Linked DNA regions of Zea mays: region 2 is linked to region 1. Evidence: chromatin contacts called from public Hi-C data. All regions are on one chromosome and are shown on one strand. Each heading gives the region's core, a stretch centred on a gene start, on an enhancer-like site or on the middle of the called end of the contact. The rest is flanking DNA. Distances are from core to core; before and after follow the strand shown. Region 1 holds the start of LOC541955 (enhancer of zeste 3). Region 2 overlaps LOC111828497.

The links. Hi-C and Micro-C count contacts between places; a contact is called where the count stands out from the background.
Region 2: a Hi-C map of ear shows a contact between it and region 1, with 2.0 times the contacts expected there. The contact joins the enhancer-like site here to the promoter of LOC541955 in region 1. A contact is called at or near these places in 2 of 25 Hi-C or Micro-C datasets (ear and endosperm).

The regions. Positions count from the first base shown.
Region 1 is chr1:49,255,452-49,262,355 of Zm-B73-REFERENCE-NAM-5.0, forward strand. It overlaps LOC541955 (enhancer of zeste 3), which reads right to left and starts at 4,438. Exons shown (of 17, transcript NM_001111609.1): 1 at 4,335-4,438; 2 at 4,131-4,244; 3 at 3,684-4,015; 4 at 3,016-3,177; 5 at 2,503-2,587; 6 at 2,244-2,381; 7 at 2,077-2,124; 8 at 1,930-2,001; 9 at 1-499. The coding sequence starts at 4,382. It overlaps TRNAK-UUU (transfer RNA lysine (anticodon UUU)), which reads left to right and starts at 4,835; the gene lies at 4,835-4,907.
Region 2 is chr1:49,632,687-49,639,590 of Zm-B73-REFERENCE-NAM-5.0, forward strand. It overlaps LOC111828497, which reads right to left. Exons shown (of 9, transcript NM_001360189.1): 9 at 5,524-6,375. The coding sequence ends at 5,797. Among protein-coding and RNA genes, the nearest start is that of LOC111828497, 31 kb to the right of the region's middle. Within about 2 kb of position 4,220, at least 18 of the 20 cell types and tissues checked have an H3K27ac peak or open chromatin away from gene starts, as enhancers often do. A contact at or near this core is called in ear and endosperm, where this site is marked.

The DNA.
Region 1 (6,904 bases), core at 3,188-5,687:
AGATATCTTTGCTTGAAGTTTTCTTAGTGGACTCGTCAAGAATTTGTAGTTTATCACCTCCAGGTTCTCTAGACTCTAGTCTTGTGTCGCGAATCTCCGGAATCGAAAGTTTATTCAGTATATTGCTTGCAAAAGAAATGTCATAAGTAAAAACCTTCTGCCTTTTGCCAGGAGAACGCTCCCTGTACCTAGGTCCACGTTTTGAAATCTTGTATTTCCTTAAACTACTGGGAGGCATATCAGAGGATGCATTCTCTGTTTCAGAGGTATCTGCTGAAGGCGGAGTAGTGCTTTCTTCAGCACTAACAGAAGAAATTATTTTTGATCCACTGGTTCCAACTAGTGTCATGGACCTAATGTTGCCTTTCTCACGGTTTGAATCTTCTGATTCAGACATAATACTAACATCAACTTTGTGTGAGACAGTTCCTGATTCCATATTATATGTTGCACAGCCACTAAGACCAACATCATGAATCTCTTGAAATCCTTCTCTCCACTGTGGAAACTAAAATTTAAGTTAGCCCTGGCACACAATCAGGTAATTGCCAAGAATCTTTATAGAAATATACAAACTCAATGGGATAAATGCACTAAATAGTTGAAAAGGTATTAGGCACTTCAGTCAATTTAAAGCATTTCTATTCCTTAGAAAAAAAAATAGGTGGAGATGTGTGCCTGCTTTCTGGCTAACATCAACCATGGGTTCTGGGTCCAATTGTCCTGGTAAACCATGTGCCATGAGCGTAGCATTATGCCATAATAAGTTTTAGTTATATACTTGCAATACCACTAACGGATACCACACCCCGTTCACTCGCTCCCCAACTTGCGTCGGTTCACCTTGCTCTGCTTGCCTCTGTGAAACCCTAGGTGGCCACTGCACCTGCCCCCTCACCACCACCACATCTTGACACGTAGTGGCCATCTATGCTGCATTCAACAGCATAGCTGCTCCATCCAATATGCCACCCCTCCATTCCAATGGCCCTCCATTTCACATGTACTGTTGCTCGTTGTCATCGTCATCCGCTCCATAAAGTAGGATAGTAGAGCAGTGCTCATCACTTGCAGTAATGAAATTCTAGATCACTAATCTCATTTCCGGCCACGGCTTTTTTTCCTGGGCGCATGGGTGGCGCTCTAGTGTTCGGATTGCCGCTAGCTTTGGGACGGTGCTGTGTTTCTTTTTTAGTCCTTTAGGTTGGCTATGTGCATTAGGCAGAGGCCAGAAGTTTGTACCAAAACTTTGTATCATCTTGATGTAACACTCTTGGTAACCTTTTATAAAGCTTATGCGTATATAAGCATGTATATATTTCTTAGCAATTTGCTGCTATTAGTGGTTTTATCATGCTTTCTTTGCTGGTGTCCCCAGCAAGTTTCAGACATTGTAAACATATTTTCTTTCTTATAAGCATGGTTAAACTTGGTCAAAAATAATAAGGGTGCCACTGAAAAAATAGGTCAAAATAATGTAGAAGTTGTAGGAAAAAGGTTTCTTATGGATTGTGAAATAGGCTACCGGTGCATAGAGACATCATAAGATGGGACAATAATGTGAAGAGAGATGGAGGTCGACCAAATTTGACATGGGGGAGGCAATTAAAAGGAACTTAAAGGAATGGAATATCACAATGGAGTTGTGTTTGGATAGAAGTGCTTGGAAAGAAGCTATCCACGTGTCCCAATCGTGATTAGGCCTTTTTTCCTTTTAGTGCTCTGTGCTCTCAAAAGCTTTTCCCTCCCCTTTCTCTTTCTTTCCCCTTTTGGTGACATCTTGTTGGGTTTCAACTCTAACCTACCCCAACTTGCTTGGGACTAAAAGGCTATGTTGATGATGAAGGATAGTGAAATAGGCTAAAACAACAAGTATTTAGAAGTGGAGTAGCCAATATGGTAGTAAATTTCATTCATGAGGAGACATACTCGAAGGTAGCACTGACGACCACATGGCTTCTTGTTTTCATCAGGCTCAAAGCTGTAGGGTTGCTTCTCACTCTGCCAAACAAAATATTTTCATTTACTTAGCAGGGAAAGAATAGAAATTTCAAATGCAAGTGAACTGTTACTTACTGGGAATACCAAATTCTGTGAGCAACCATGGAGGCGACAATCAAAAACCTGAGTGAACAAATGTCCCAGGTAAATCTCAACCTTGAAAGTTTAGTTGAACCAATCGGCAAAACACAGCCTTGAAAACAGGAAATAAAAGCAACAGAATGGCAGAAGTGGAACTATACCAAGCATCTGCGGCAGAAGAGATTATCAAAAGAATCCAGAACGGCATCCATAGTTTTGTCAAGAGAAAGTTGCCTCTCTATCTTATCTGAAGATCCAGAGTTTTTCTCATTTTTCTCAAATAGGACTTCAGATCTTTCCTGTCATTTTAAGGAAAAAGCAGAGTCACTATCAAATTTTGGGAATCTTATAGGGACAGTTAACATTTATGGTATACAAGTCACTTCACTAACTTAAAATCTTATTAAAAAGGTAAACAACCTCAATTTCTGATGGAGTTGAATCAATAAACTGGCAGAGGACATTAACAACCTCTCGGTTTAACCCATGCTCTTGAGTAGCTCTCCTGTAGAAGTTACATAAAAATCAAATAAACATGAATTCATATAGAAAAATAAAGGTCAATTTCTTATTCCAGTGTGCAAATTAGCTAAATTCCATGTTTAGACAACATGGGAACTGTACAGTAAAGCTTGTCTTGAACCACTTTCAGTAGACTATACTGCATAGTGCATAGCCCTACAGGGAATGTATAATGCTCAAGGCAACAAACAGGTGGAATTTGGCATATCAAGCAGGCCATGCAACCAATTTCCTCAGCACCACATATCTGGTTTCTTTCAGCGAATGTAGCGGCCTGGTTCTGATACATGGATTTTGCCTTGATATTACATTTGGGGGGGGGGGGGGGGGGGGGGGAGCTTAGAACCTGTTTGAATATTGAAATATTTTTTCTAATTTCATTTACCATGCCATTTTTAATGAGGATCTTACCATATCAATTGATCTTCTCCCTCTGTGAAAAAGTGTTTCTCTTCCTCTGGTTCTGGAATTTCTTCATCGCTGTCACTGCAGATCAGAGCCTCGTTTCCGATTGGATCATAGTAAATTCTTCTCCTACCAACAACTGACTGATCATCAGCCATTCTTTGATTTCTGCGCTGTGTTATTTAAAAGATAGTAAAATATCAAAAAGAAAAAGGATGCGATAGTTATTCTAAGATTTTATATCAACAATGTTGCATGCACACAACTACAATCCAATCTCCCTTAAGAGTGACCATGAATATCACAAAATAGTGTCCTTGGTCATCCCATTTGGAAAACATATGAATAGAAGAATACAAATATCTAAAGTGTCAGATGTGTGATGGTAATGAAGATATAAAATGAATATCAAAGATGCTGATAGAGTTCCCACAGTAAAGGGTATGGAAATTTGCTGTTTTCCCCCAAAAGTTTTATATTTTATCATATGACTAAAGTACTCCTGCATTGGTTTGGGAGCATATCATATAAGCACATGCATTGTCGATTATACAGCCCATAACCTCACGCTAAGATTAATTTGGCACATGAGGTCATGAACTCCAACAAAAAATGTGACGCGTCATAATAAGACGTAATCAGAAGGAGGAGGGATGTAGGCAACAAAACCATACTTGTCCAGGAAGATCCAAGTGGTGTACGGAGGGATCCTCTCAACCAACGGCAGCTTCACGAACCGCACGACTGTCCGCTGCGCGGCAGCGCCCGAGCTGGAGAGCACGAGCGTCCCGGACGCCAGGTTCTCCTCCTGCATGTACACCACGTCCCTCTCCCCTATCCCGTGTGCCAGGTCTGACCCAGCGAGCCTGAACTGTCCCTCCGCCGCTCGCTGCGACAAAGCGTTGCCGCCATCGCTGCCCCTCGACGCCACCTCCGCCGCCGCTGCCACGTCGAACAGCGCGCAGGAGTGCCTCTGCAGCGTCTTCCTGTTCGCCTCCAATTTCTCCTGCAAAGAGAGCCAAATACCCAACCCACCGTCACATCCGATTGAGGAAACTAAACCCGACGCTCTACTCCCCCGGAATTTCAGTGACATGATCGGGCCGGGCGCGGTCGCTCACCTTGATGTACAAGAGGCGCCTCGATTTGATTTGGCGTATCAACTGCGTCAGGTTCCCGTGGATCGGGACAACAGAGGCGGGAGCGGCTTCCCTGCCCGTCCCTTGATCCGACCGCTGCAGGGCACAGAAGACAGGGAAACATGAAGCGGAAGAGAATCGAAACCAATCAGGTTGGGGAGATCGGCCGGTGAACCTGGGTTGCACCTTGGATCGTTGGGAGGAGGAGTCGGAGGCCTTAGATGACGAAGCCATGGCGGGCGGTGGCGCGAGTTCTGCGACGGCCCCCTTGGAGGCTTGGCTTCCGTCTCCACTCTCCAGTCTCCACACTCCGCTACGAAAGACTCCTCTCTGTTCTGTCCAGCTCTGTGTCGCAGTAAAAGTGGGGGCGACGCTGGCTCTGTGTACGTGTCGGTGACAAGTAGGGAGGATCAAAAGGACGGGCCTAGCTGGCCGTTTCCCGATTTTTTTGTTTTTGAGTCCTTTTTTGTCAAAATTTTCCAATTAGACCCCACAAAACTTAAATGCAATTTTGGACCCATTTCTCGGCGCCATGAGCTATGGCGCCGAGTTTACACATCTCGGCGCCATAGATCTTGACGTCGAGCTACCCGTCGCGCTGTCGTCCACCAGCTGACGCGACGCCGACGTGGCACCGAGCTCGGCGCCAAGATCTATGACGCTGAGCTTGAATGTGTAACCACAAAGCTTGTCTAGCTCAGTTGGTAGAGCGTAAGGTTTTTAACCTTAAGGTTGTGGGTTCGAGCCCTACTGTGAGTGTTCAATATTTTTTGTCTTTGTCACTGATTTGTTTTTTTATTGTCCAGATTTTTTTCGTTGTTGCCGCTGATTTGTCTGTCCAGATTTATTTCTCATCTAGATTTTCTTTTTGCTTTTGAAATCGTCATTATACAAATCTTGGCCCATGCAGCTTGCGAACCAATATATGGTCACATCGCTCTACCTGCAGGCTGTAGACTTGTAGTAAGCGCAGACGCACAGCTATGAGTAAAACTAGAGTTTAGTGAGATCAAACGAATTTAAAATATATAAACTAATTATAGAATGATAAAAGTAATATACACTAACCACAAGCAAAAGATTTTTTTAAAAAAAGAAGCGTGTTTCGAGAACTGAGATGACATTTTCAAGAATACGGACTATGTCGGTGTTTTGGGTCCGACCGCACACCCGGGGGTTGCCCCTCAAGGTGTTTTAGGAGTAGGACGGTGTCGCCGACTGTAGCTAAATGGTTCGTGCCTGATGCACGAGGAACAATGGACAATGTTTACAGGTTCGGGTCGCTTGGAGATGCGTAATACCCTACGTCCTGGTGAGTATGCTTTGCGTATGGGTTACAAGATTGCTCTCTAAAGCGTAGAGAGTTGAAGTGGATGGTTGAATAGTAATGGGGGTTCATCGTTCTGAAGGGGTGCCCCCTAGGCCTTATATATTCGACCGTGAGGCAATACATGTGGATATGCACCTAAAAGATAGTGAACCGTTTTTGTCTATCTTCCTATGATTCTGCCGACTTATCCTCGCCTGGTTACGTCGTACGGGGCTCTAGCGCGGGAAAGTCGGATCTTCTGTTGCGGTCGTTTGCTCAGCGTTGTGGGGCCATCCGGGCTTGCACTAACCCGGCCTTATGTCGATCTGCTTCTCTGGTCGCTCCTCCCCAGGCCCATGAAAGAGTGACCTTACGATTTATTGGGCCCTTGGGCCTTTCGTGAGGTCTTTTATCCTTCCAGTGAACCCGGGGGATATCTGTCCCCCACAAGCCCCCGATCTTCGGGCTGATTTTAAAATAATCAGCCCAAAGATCCTAGGTCTAGCTTGCGGTCTTTGTTTATGATAGGAGATGCTTTCCAAGCAGTCCGGTAAAAATGATTTTTCACCGTCTCCTTCTGCTTAGATCACTCGTAAACTGGAGCCTTGTTTCATGCTTGTGCCTTAGAGGTCGGCATTTCTTATTGTAGGACCCTGGACTTCATTGGGTGCACCGGAGGTGCACCCAATGGGTGTAGCCCCCGAGCTTCGAGTGGATTTTGGAAAATAATCCACTCGAAGGTCTTCATCAAAAATTATCTTTATTTTCCACTTGTACTTTGGTTGAGGATCAATCTTGTCTTCAATCTTGCCTTATGCCTTAGAAGTTGGTGTTGTCTTCTCTTGAAATGGTGATTCATTGGGTGCACCGGAGGTGCACCCAATGGGTGTAGCCCCCGAGCTTCGAGTGGATTTTTGAAGATAATCCACTCGAAGGTCTTCCTTTCGTGTCTTTTTGCTGAGGGTTATCTTTTCTGCCTTAGAAGTCGACATTATGTCATCCACATTATGCTCTAGAGGTCAGCATTATGTCATCAATATTATGCTTCAGAGGTCAGCATTATGTCATCAATATTATGCTTCAGAGGTCAGCATGTATTTTGTCTTTTGCAGCCGAGTTCGTGATCCGCCCATATCTTGCTAGGTGGTGCAATTTATTTGCTCTGCGACTGATTGGACATTTGATGGACGTTCCCTGGCTAGTCTTCACGTCGCTTCTGTCGGTCAGATTTTGTACTTCACCGGCTATATTTGGCTTTCCTTTGATCCTTACTGATATCTCATTTTTGTCTTGAGGTATTCATTGCATGCCCTGCACGGTTGTGACAGTTTTGAAAAATATACTGATAATTCCTGGGCGTCCCCCCAATGGGTGTGGGCAAGGGACGGCTTGGTACGCTGAGTGTTTTAGCCGGCTGCTTCTGAGTAGTAATGTGATGTGACAGCGG
Region 2 (6,904 bases), core at 2,970-5,469, 380 kb after region 1:
TTGCTAATTTGCCATTCACTTAACCTAATCACTCCCCAAATTATTGGACTGTGTGCAGTCATTTGCACTGGGAATGTAAACAACCACAACACTTGTAAATTATGACTCTAATGCTAAAAAGTTTCCCCAAAAAGAAACATGTCTTCTAGTAGTAAGAAGTGCAAGATGCAACATCAGAAACTTAAAGTAATTGTCCATTCATGCAGAAAATCCTATAGGGAATAAATGTTCGCGCAAACATTTTTCAAAAGGAAACAACGTGGAATTTATAGTCAAATAAGGAAGGCGAGTGCAGAAAGTTCTTACTATCCAAACTGGCTGATGTCTTGGATCAATCTGAGACGCTTTTCTGAATAACACACGAGCAACATTCGCAGATGAAAAGTTGTATTCCAGTAGCGCGAGTGACTGTAGAATTACAGGGTCCCTAGGATTTACAGCATGTCCAATCTTAAGCAACTTCCTTGCCCTGTCAATGTTACCTTCATTTGCCTCAAATAGTGCCCATACATGCCATGAAAATCGGTTTTTAGGACTAGCCTGGACAGCTTTCTGCAGTAGAAAATTAAAGTTATACACCACACATTTGAAAATTTCAGAGGAATTTCATATGTGACAAACCATCGCATTCACATGTTAATATAGAACGTCAAAACAACAGGGCAGAATAACTTGAGCAAACGAATATCAAGCCTTATATTAATAAGGGTAGAGACTAGACAGATCTTCTATGAAAAATTTAGACAAACAAAAACTGAACCCACAGTAATGCCATGCACTTCAACTGACACATGAACATGAGGAGACCCTCAGATATATTTTGGAATTTACAAAATCATTAATGCCAGCAATAATTATCCTAGAAAGGGAACACAATTTATTACCTCAAAGAGCTTTCTTGCCATGGTATTGTTTCCTGCACGCATTTCTACCTGAGCCCAAGCCTACTAGAAAGTTGTCGTACATAAATGACAGTTTAATAGAAAAGGCAACTCTGCAGTTTCTTTTTGTGCAGATAAAATGAATAATTATGAAGCAAATACTTACTAGCCAGCTTGCACAACTTTTTGGATTGGATTGACTGGCTTGCTCGAACAAAGTCCGTGCCTGTTCAAAGCGCTCTGCTTTAGCTTCAAGCAAAGCAAGAGTTTGGTAAATATACTCATTTCCTCCACAATATTTCAGGGCTTTCCCAAGTAGGTTCCGTGCCTTTTTTATGTTTCCTTGCTTTATTTCTAAAATTGCCCACCCGTGCCAAGCAGCAATATGCTTTGCATCAGCCACAGTAGCGGCATCAAATAGCTCGCGTGCCCTTCGAATATTTCCACCCTTGCTTTCTAGGACTGCCCAGCACTGCTTAGCAAAGAAAACAACAAATTCATACACGATCACATGCTTTGTTGGATTTATCCTTAAATGACTGAATTATAGGCGCATCAAGCATGGAACAGAAATAGTTATGGTTGTAAAGGCACAAATTGCCCTGACTTCATCAATCTAGATCTTAGAAACCGGGAACATGGAACTTGTCCACGTTCCTGGTTACTAAGGTCTGTGTAATAATTTCATTATGTTATATATAATTCAGTATAAGGATCAAATGATTTCTTTAGATGGCCCGAATGATTATGTTATCAGAGCGAAAGGACCTCTAGCGTAATGGTTAAGGCTTCCGAATAGCACCTCTAGGTCCTAGGTTCAATCCCCCTCGGGGGCGAATTTTGGGCTCGGTTAAAAAAAATCCTCTCGTTGTACCCTGCACGCTTCCGGGTTATGTCCTACGTGCCACCCTCCGGCTAGGCCATTGTAGAGTGGGGCGGTGACGGCCCACTAGTGATGGAGGGCCAGAGTTCGGAGATTTTCTTGGCCGGGGCCATGTTTCGATCTCTTCTTAATATAATACCGGGAGGACGGTCTTTCCCTCCCCGGCCGAGTTTTTTTTTATTTTGTTTTCAGATGTCAGTAAAAGTTAACAATGCAATCTTGATATGATGTTTCTGTCTCTTTCGATATTGAAAAAGTTAAAGAAAAGCTACAACAGGGAGATCCACCATTGTTCCTACAAGCAAAATAGTGTGTGTGATGTATCATGAAATAGCCTATGGTCTCCATCTATTTGGAACAAAAGCATACAAGCAGCTGACATGCAAGGAATGCAATTACTGAACTGAAGCCCAAATGCCCAAACTGCCAGTTGTTGGATTAAATGCAAAACAACATAATCATACAATTAGAATAATGCTGACTCGCATCCCTTCAATAACAAAATTATAGTTGCAGAGTTCCCAAACCAGACATAAGGTGTTTGTGTATTAAGATTACTTATTTGTAATATCCTACCTGCCAGTTTAAATTCGCTCATCATCTTGGGGGTGTGGGCTAGCTGGACTCATCACAACTGTTGCCTTCCATGGTGCTTCTCCCTACTTAGAGGGTGTTGTATCTCCTGCTATGGAGAAGATGAGGGTCTGGAGCTTGGCCAGGGTTTGAGGTGTTTCCTATCTCCTCACCCTTCTGCCTCAATAAGTTTAGTTGGTGGGTGGGTGTTTTACATGGGTTTTGACCCCCTTTTCTTATTCTGATATAATGATACTCCTGCAGGGAAGTCTATATAACCCCCTAAGGCTTTGTTTGGGTACTCTAGTATTGACCTCAATCTACATGTGCTGAGGTGGATTGTGGTGTAAATTAGTTTAAGTTACACCCCAATCTACCTCAATACAAGTGGATTGAGGTCAATACTAGAGTACTCAAACTAGGCCTAAATTGTTGTTGTTGGTCTATTTCATCCCCTAACCTACAAAGTATTCTACCTCCTTACCTAATCAAATTGTTTAATCTGACTCCTAGGTGCTTTCAATGGGTGGCTTTGCCTCTCTGGCACATGTAGGACACACATGTCAGGCTTTTACGGTAAATAGTGTTCGTGAAAGGTTAAAACTACAGGGTTAAATCTGTAAATTACCAGGCTTGGGCTGGATTGAGATCATCTAAGAGTTTTAGGAGGTTATTCGTAAAAACACCAAGACACATGAAACCACTAGTTAATTACACTGTTCCAAGGGTTATATGTGTAAACTGGTCAAGACAATAATGTAGCATGACCGACGCCTAATGATCAGAGGCACTTCCTCAGAATACCTAGTTTTATAGTTTTTAGGGGATAGAGTAGATTAATGTAAATAGTTCCGGGTACTTTTTCCTCTCCTAGCCTAGGTGTTCGAGAGAGAAAAAACATCTTGCATATGGTAGTACTCCACAAAATGGAGCATATGAACTGATCATGTGCAAACCTGCCAAATGTATGGGTTTTCGCCTTGCGTTGCTTGGCACCCCCTTTCGTACACCGCTCTAGCTTTGTCATACCTTGACTGCTTGCTATACAGCTTCCCCAGCGCCACATAAGGACGTCCGTCTTCAGGCCAGAATGAGATACACTAGTTCAGATTTAAGAATTGAAACAGAGCATCAGATCCATCAGCTCGGAACCCAAAAGTACTCGGTTCGAGCACACGACACACATTTAATAGTTTCATTCATGTCGCCTTGATGCGCTAGGTAGAGAAACCTTCTCCACGTGTATGGACTCCTAAAGCGTAAATGCGTAATGGTATAGCCTTGTCTCTCTCTCTCTACGTGCTCACCTTGTCCAGAAGTTTTTCTGCTTCAGGGAACTCGAACTTTCTGGTGTGCACTTTGACGCGGTAGAGCCAGAGCTCGAGATTGATAGGCAACGGCCGCTCGCCAGCCGCAGCGGCGAGCTCCCCGTCCGCTGTGGGCTCAAAGAGCGGCACCTTCCTCGCGATCTCCGCGAGGCCCCTGTCGAATGCCCCGCTCATCGCCTCCCCCTCGAAGCGTCCGCTGCGCCGGTCGGACCCGCCCGCCGCGGCCGCGCCTGCAGCCGCTGCAGCCGCCGCGCGCGCGCGGCGCAAGCGGACAGAGAAGTACGAGGAAGACGATGCGGAGATGGAGGCGGGTGCCTTCTGGCCGGGGCTCGGGAAGCGTGGGGGCGGCGTGGACGGGGACAGGAGCCGCATCGCCATGGATGCCGGCCGAGCTCTAGTGGAGCTTGTCTGTTGCAAATCGCCAGTGGGAATGGTGGAGCGAGGCGCGCCTTTGAGAGGCGAAGGAGGAGTGAAGGACGAGGGGCCTGGACTGACGGGTCTGCCCTCTCGGATGCGGTGCCGTACCGGGCTTGGACCTTGCAGGGACGGAAGCGGGAGGCTGGGATGAGGGCACGGTTGGAGGTCGTCAGCGCGCCACGTCGGTTCGGCGTTCGAACCACCGCCGAGTGCACTGTCAGTTGACGACTTGACGGATGACGGTGTCGGAGCTGGAGTGTGTACGTCGTTCGATATTTCTGTTATTCTGTCTGCAGGAGTTGAAGGCGGCTTCCCATCTTCCCCACAAGTCCCCGCTTCCAGCCTTTGACAGGCGGCAACTCCTCTCGTGGGCAGTGGGCACGATCGTGTCGTCTCAGCGTTCTCCAAATTCTCTTGGCAATGGAGCTGCTCGCGTGTTCGCCTTCTGACGAGAGGGCAAATGTCCGTTCTTCTCTCTGACTCAGACAGATATATTAGCCTGACAGAGTGGGTAAGGCAACAACTAACTGCAGACTGCAACTTGTATGTGACTGGCTGAAGATATCGGTAGGGTAGCAATAAAACCATACTGCAAACACGCAACTAAAAAAAACGAGCGGATAATCACGAGTCTTTCCGTTGACAAAAAAAAGCAACAGCGTAGATTAGATATAGGCCCTGTTTGGCACAACTTATTTTCAGCTTCTTCATAAATTTAAGCAGAAGTTCTACCAAACAGGTAGCTTCTGCAGCAGCTTATCAGTTCAGCTGCTTCTCAGAATACACTAAAAGCAGCCAACAAGCAGAATCAGATAAGCTGTTTTTTCAACAAGCAGCAGTTGTGCCAAAGAGGGCCATAGAATACTCTATTCGTCCAGAATAAAATAATGCAATTCTACTTTTGTTCATAAAAAAGAGTATAAATATTTACAACTGGTATATTGTGAAAAAATATATTTAACGCTGAATCTAAATATACTTATCTAGTGTCACATAATATCTACAGTTCTTTGCGTAAATTTGGTCAAGGCCATATTACAAAGCATAATTCTCAAGACATAAGGATAAGAAAACATTGAATTAAACTGCCCTTAATTGAAATCCCATATGAATCAAGAACATGGGAAAGTTACGAATGAAGCCTTTCTACATAGGAAGACAACAAATCATCTAGTTAAAGGGAGCCTATCTAGCCAACAGTCTTCAAATCAACAAACACGGAACTATGGAAGCAGTGTAGAGGCAGAAGCATATAAACACAATCAGACAAACAAAAATGCAAAAGGCAGCCCCAGAGCATACGATCTGCATTTTACAATGAACTCACCTTAATCGGGGAAAAACACAATTGCTGCATAATAATAAAAAGAACTCTGGAGATGATGGCATTCAGAGTATGAAGAGATAAACTTGAATACATAAACACAGAGAAACATTTAGCAGCCTGCAGAAAGGAAACCATTTAAATCTCATCTTAGGGGATAGTAAATCATCTCCAGTGGTTTGAAAGAACCCCACAAACACGTTACATTTGAAGTCGAACCTTTTTACTCTTAAACTATGCAAGATACTATATCTATAAAAGTGCCTGAAGAATATGCTTTCTATATTTTGTTTCCCCAACCCAGCCATCAGAATAAGTAAACATAACAGTAAAATGTTTTGAGCAACATAAGCAGAACACCTTGTTGAAGAAACCATCACGGACAAACTCTCAAGGCATTTCCAGCATCCAACAATTACCACCCCACCGCCGTTTCCTAGCAGGCCGTTGATTCTGGATGAAATCTGTACTGCATGCTAAAGCCGATAGGTCTTTCTTGTCACCGACTTCTTTTTTTGGTGCAATAGCCTCTTTGAACCTTTCCCTCCTTTTTTGCATCTTTTCCATTACCTCAAGAATGTGTTTCTCATCAGATTCTCTTGTAGCTCTGTTGTTGCAGGTAGCATCCTTCGACGTTGCATTATTCACCTGTAACTGCTCTGCTGAACTTGTTTCAATAACTGATTTCAGTACAACATTTTCCTGCTTAAGCTTGCTTTTATAAATGATATTATTATGGTCCTCTTCAATCAATTCTCCTTCCTCGATCTCCACATCTTTATTTAGACAATTCTGGTCTGCTGATTTCTCCAAATCCTGATTGCCTGAGTGACGGTGACTCAGATTCTGTTTCCACAGCTTCTGATGTACATGCTTATGTCTAGAAGTGTGCAAATCCTTATCCACAGGATGGCTTCCCTTTTGGTTATCTTCAATTACACGTCTTAACTCATTACCTTCCCTCTCAAACTGCAAAAAGATAACAATATAACATTGAAAAATTTAAACCCAGTTGATGGTGATAGCATGTGCAAGGGTATGGTATAAACTACCATTTTGCACCTAACAGAAAATACAAACAAAAACAATGCAGCAAATACAGACATTTTTGTTCCACCATAGAATAAGCAATTGTGCTATGAACTTCTAAAAACGAAAAGAACAGAAACACAAGTTCAATATGCAAAGCAATCCAGTACTCGAATTCTCCAACCATTAAAAAGAATCCAGTACTGCCTTGCTCTATGTGGGAATCCTCCAGTACTCGAATTTGGCTGGTTATTTCACCTTCTTAATAAACGGCATAGTTCCTCCTATAGGTTGGATCTCGATGTGAAGATATATTAAAAAGCAAGTATGAGTAATGTCAGGGTTGGATGACATGAGTATAACAAAGACAGGTTAATAGAAGATGTCGAGTTAAAACCTGACCCATTATATCCGACCTTTGATCCCCGCGAACGAATCAAAACCAACGCCCGACCCCCGACCCGTGGAG